Linked DNA regions of Bicyclus anynana: region 2 is linked to region 1. A link is a contact called in public Hi-C data. All regions are on one chromosome and are shown on one strand. Each heading gives the region's core, a stretch centred on a gene start, on an enhancer-like site or on the middle of the called end of the contact. The rest is flanking DNA. Distances are from core to core; before and after follow the strand shown.

Evidence for each region. A called contact is a pair of places that touch in the nucleus more often than the background predicts.
Region 2: a contact with region 1 is called in a Hi-C map of whole body, with 2.1 times the contacts expected there. The contact joins two enhancer-like sites. A contact is called at or near these places in 2 of 2 Hi-C or Micro-C datasets (whole body and whole larva).

The regions. Positions count from the first base shown.
Region 1 is chr18:9,532,080-9,535,007 of ilBicAnyn1.1, forward strand. All of the region lies in intron 2 of LOC112053170 (protein daughterless), which reads right to left. Among protein-coding and RNA genes, the nearest start is that of LOC112053179, 46 kb to the left of the region's middle. Within about 2 kb of position 1,387, at least 5 of the 8 cell types and tissues checked have open chromatin away from gene starts, as enhancers often do.
Region 2 is chr18:9,589,851-9,592,778 of ilBicAnyn1.1, forward strand. All of the region lies in intron 1 of LOC112053170 (protein daughterless), which reads right to left. Among protein-coding and RNA genes, the nearest start is that of Trnam-cau, 11 kb to the left of the region's middle. Within about 2 kb of position 1,546, at least 1 of the 8 cell types and tissues checked has open chromatin away from gene starts, as enhancers often do.

The DNA.
Region 1 (2,928 bases), core at 137-2,636:
TGTACTCAGAACCGTGCAATCTATACGTGGGGCAAAGCACCCTCAGAGATTAAATAAAATATATTTTTTAGCTGAATTGGGTTTCAAATCAAGTAAAATTAAAATATTACTATATACATTTGAAAGGTCATAAACATGACGAATTTTTGAAAACCACAGAGATGAAATTTGGCAGGGAGGCAGTTTATAGTCGGTACTCGGTAAGTAGCTGCTAAGAATGGATTATGCGATAGGGCCGCATTAAAGAGGCCTAAGGGCGTATATATTTGAAGTAAGTAGTACTTAATCTTAGTTTACAAGCACATATGAAAAGTCATGTTTGACTATTTGTAGAGACTACCACCGTTTCGAAAGACTATCACAGGGTTCTGTTGGCATGAGCCGGCAAGAAACTTATTGCTCTGTTAAAATCATCATTCTTAACAAAATTCACTGTACAGGGCGCAGGGGAGTAATTCCCATGTACTTACATAACATTATTTTTTTAGTTAAAAAATTAGCTATGCAGTTCGGCTCCTACATGTAGACTCGTCAACACCTTTAAGTTATGGGAAATACACCCGAGCACCCTGTATAATTACATATTAATTGTACTTTTTGTGTAAAAATTAAAACCCGTCCAATTGCCTGTTTGGATGCCAACATGATGTTATTACTTAATATGATAATTTTACAGTTGTTGTGTGACATCTATTTACTCGTCTAAAGTTAGGAATTATAAATTCACCCTTTTTTATTTGTAACCGAGTAGTTCCCACAACGCACGGGGTGACGTCCCTTCACCCCCATTTTCCGTTGTTACAGGTACGAGGTAATTGATGATTCATGCAACGAATGTTTAACTCTTTTGTAATTTAACTACCACATTGGTTTACCGGTTAGCTTGTTCAATTGCGAATCAGACTACAAGGTTCAAGAATCGGGGCAGAATAAAAAAAAAATACTGTAAAAAATATTGGCGGAAAATTCGGATAGGAATTCGGCGGTGTTGGTTCACTCCCTTGACTCGGTTAACTGTATAATTAAAAAGTACACAGCAGTGGCGAAGGATGAAATTTAGATGAAGGTAAGCCGTCCCAAAGAGAAGGAAATTGATATGGTGTGCTATAAACTCCGGTTTCTCATACGTCATATACTCGTAGAATGTCTCTAGATAAAGTACAACAATGAATATGCATGGGTTTTTAAAGGTAACCCGACGGGAATCAACTTGCATGAATTCTTCGCCGCTGGATATACAGTGCACATGTGTTTTTACACTTCTTGTACTTACTGCGATACGGCTATTATAGATTCGATAGAGTCAACAAAGACAACATCCTGTATCCAAGAGAGAGCGCTTAAAATCACGACACCGGATAGGCGCAGGACAGGAGGCGGATATCTCACGAAGGGGTGTAGTGTTGCGCGGGAATCGAACCCGACACCGCGCGACATCCGGTGGGGTACACGTACAGAGTAACCTGTTATTACTCTACTACTCGTAAGGTTAAAGGTATGAATTGGTTAAAATATAATTACTGTCCTCTCGTCCTCTCCTCTCAGAATGAGAGAAGTTATGCTAATACTGCTGTTCCACGCTTCCCTATAGCGGATTGGCAGACTTCAGTGCCTGTCCTAGACCGGATTTGAACCTACGCCCTTCGATTCGAAGGCAGAGGTCACATCCACTCGGCTATCAAGGCTTTCCGTGTTACATAGACTTTATTTTATCCCCGTATTCCCACGGCAACGGGAATGACGCGAGTGGAACTTAGGAGTGTCTGCGAGTCTATAAAGTCAGCCTCTGACGATCAATAAGCTGCAGCACTAACGGCTTGACAGCCGATAAAACTAATCGTGTGTTGGTCGCATGTGCACGCCATCATGCCTATCGCGACCAACACACGATCGGAGTTATCGGACGTCAAGCCATTAACGCTCCAGGCATGTGGGCTTATTAGATGGTGAGAGCAATATATACAAACCAAAAAGTTGGGTATCTAGGTAGGTAAAAGGTTCACGACAGCCCACTGGGAGCCTCTCTATAGCTCGCTAAGTTGTATCGGCAGAGAGATATATCATAAATAAATCACCTCATTAAGTTGCTTATAAATATTCAATGCGCGTGCGCCGACGACGCACAGTCTATACCAACCAGTGACAGCGCATTTGCTTCTCCAACAAATTAAATATCACGCGTCTCAAACGGTGAGGAAAAAACATCTTGAGGATACCTGCATACCAGAGAATTTTCTTAATTCTCTGCGTGTGTGAAGTCTGCCAATCCGCATTAGGCCAGCGTGATGGACAATTACTCCTCTTATTCTGAGAGGAGACTCGAGCTCAGCAGTGAACCGAATATGGGTTGATAATGATGATGAATGATATCAAATCAAATTCATTTATTTCCAGTAGGTTTCTATACAAACACTTCTGAAGAGTCAAGCGCAAGCTTGACAGTGAATGGTTTTACCATCGGTTAGAAAAGCAGTAGAAAAACAGCTTTTGCAGTTTTAGTAGCAGTTCATTTTAAAATTAGGCCAATAGTCCACCACGCTGGCCCAATGCGGATTGGCAGACTTCACACACGATGCTTTCCCTTCACCGTTTGAAACACGTGATATTTAATTTCTTAAAATGCACACATTGGAGGTTGCAATGTTGCATGCAAAGTAGGAGGTGCATTTCCCGGACCGGATTCGAATCCACACCCTCCGGAATCGGAGGCAGAAGTCATATCCACTGGGCTATCACGGCTCTCTGAAGAAGTACACATTTAACGTTGGTTTTCCCAACTTAATTCAGGGTCCTCAGTAAAAGATTTATTTTAACAATAAATTTCATTTCATTTAATTCCACTTGTTTCTAATATTCATAATATTATATACACACGCATATACAAGATATTGTTTTCCTTTATTATGAACTTAGCGTAAACTATCGTTA
Region 2 (2,928 bases), core at 296-2,795, 58 kb after region 1:
TTTAATTTTGATGAAAATCGGTGTAGTAATTTTGTTTAAACCAAAATACTTAGTTATAAGCTCGTCTACACCACGGACGTTCCCGGTGAGTACGGTCTAAGGCTAACCACTCACCATCCGATAAGCCCACATGCCTGATAAAACTGATCGTTTGTTGGTCGCGATGTGCATGACATCATGCCGATCGCGACCAACACACGATCAGTTTATAGGCTGTCAAGCCATTACCGCTGTAGGCATGTGAGCTTTTTTGATCGTCAGTGGCTGACATAATATAAATCATCCATTAGTATTCGGTATCGGACAGCTTGCCAATTACTTTTGTAATTAACCGACTTTAAAAAGGAGGAGGTTCTCAATTCTGTCGGTATTTTTTAACTATATTAACTTGTATTTTATAGTAATACTAGCGGATGCCCGCGACTTCGTCCGCGTGAAACTCGATGTAAACTTTCAACTACCGCTACCCTACCCCTACCCTACCCCTACCCCTACCCAACCCTACCCCTACCCTACCCCTACCCTACCCTACCCTACCTCTACCCTACTCCTACCCTACCCTACCCCAACCCTACCCCTACCCTACCCTACCCCTACCCTACTACTACCCTACCCCTACCCCGTTTTCTAATTATTATTAATATGAACTTTATACAATAACAATAAAGCTCAAATTGACTACGTTTTAGTTACAAATCATTTGTATGTATAGTTTTTAATTAACAAATAAAATATAAGGGTTGATCGTAGAGGGGTGAAAATTTAGGGTTGTATGTATTTTTGTATGCTGTGTCATAAAAAAATAAAAACAAAAAATTTTGCCTAAAAAATAAAAAAAAAAATTTTGGGGTGGACTACCCTTAACATTTAGGGGTTTGAAAAATAGATGTTGGCCGATTCTCAGACCTACTAAATATGCACCAAAAATTTCATCAAAATCGGTCGAGCCGTTTCGGAGGAGTTCAATGTCGAACACCGCGACACGAGAATTTTATATATTAGAAGTAACTACTATATTAACTTTGCTTGTTCTTATTTATGTCGATGAAAGGACTCTTATGCAATACCAAATTTGAAAATTACAAAATGACCACCACAAAACGTAGCTTTTCTTTCGATTTTTTAATGGTCAATGTTACAAAAAATCAACCTACTACATCAAAACTACTGACTCTACTGACGTTTTTCCAGGAGATTTTTAACCATAATATATCACATTTTATTAAACTAAGCCTAATCTCTAGAATACTAGTGGGATTATTATAAAATTCATTTGGGATTTCATATATCGAACCGCGGGGCACAGTAAGGTAGTATTTTAGTTTTTTTTTTATTCAAAACAAGCGGACACCCGCGACCTCTTCCGCCCTTAGATCTCCATAATCCGGTTTCTAGTTCCGTTCTTAGCGGACGTCAACCAACTATAAACTACCTCCCTGCCAAATTTCATCTTTTTACGTCAATTTTCGTGCTGAGATCATACACGATGTGGTAACCCTAACTCGTAGACAGTGCAACTAGTAACCCTGCGCCTTGGCTAAATGATACATGGGTCCGACATACCATACCATATAGCACCGTGTGAAAAGCTCATTTAACGTGTAATGGGCATTTAATTGGCCCCTTTCTGACCAAGTTCGGACTAATTCGATATTTGCTAAAGTACTGCATTAATTACCAATGATACCCTTTGTCGGTGTCTTGTATCGGTTTTCAAAGATTGTCACTTTACGGAGCATTTTTTTTTTTCGAAAAATATTAAGCGATTCTACCCACGAAAAAACCATTTTTAAGCTTCGAGTTGTATTTTTGTCACCTGAACGCATACTATCTATATTATATGCCATCCTAATTAATATTTAAATTGCAAATATGAGTATGTTTGGTTAGCTTTAACGGCTAAACCACTAAACCGATTAAAAAAAAATTTCACCAAAAGAAAGCTACATCATTAGCGGATAACATAGGTTATATTATTTATCCCAGTATTCCGAGAGGAACGGGAAATACGCTTGTGGACGTTCGCTAGTATAATGGTAAACTTACGATTTAACCAAATGGGAACCGCCGCCTCCAAGAAGGGTTATATTTTTTGCGCGTATCTTGTATGTATGTAATATGTTTTATTACCTCATATCTTCCAAACCGCTGAACGGATTTACGTAATTAATATATTTTAGGCAGGTATTTTTTTTTTTAAATAATTTTTTCAAATAATTGACTTGATATGTCTGTTACACTTACAACCCAACCAGGCACAATTACATAACATTAAAATCATCTCAATTGCATAATAACTCAAAGGTCAAACCTTACACTGTATTGTTTACGCGTAAAACACAAACGTGTCTGTCGACGCGGCGACCCGAGACGTTTGGGTCACGTTACCAGTGGTAATAAATTAACTAACCGATAACCCGGGAGGTTACTACGCGTATCTGGCCCATCGGGCGTGTCTGTACATTCGCTTATCGGTTATAGTATTGTTTATTTATAATTAATTAGCTTAAAGTAATTATATTATTGTATTTACATGCGATATATTGACATCGTACTTTATTTAATCTCGCAATTATAAAAAAATATCGAATAATTAGTTTTTCATAAGACATAGCTCTCATTTATCTTTTTTTTTTTTAATTTTTAACAATGTTATAATAAAAATATATTACAAAACACTATTAAAAATTTATAAAATAAAATAAACCCTCCCGCTGCGGTATTTGAGTGCCCAAGCATCCGGCGGTCAGGGCTCCAGAGTGAGAATCAAGTAGTAGTCAAGAGTATCAAGAATCACTGCCATCTGTATACGACTCTTTACCGATGATTTATGGCAAGCGTCCACTGATTAGCAACGTATGTATCGGATGCATCGAATCGTAATAGTAGGTAAAATGAGATGCGTCCGATACGTACGATGCGGATCAG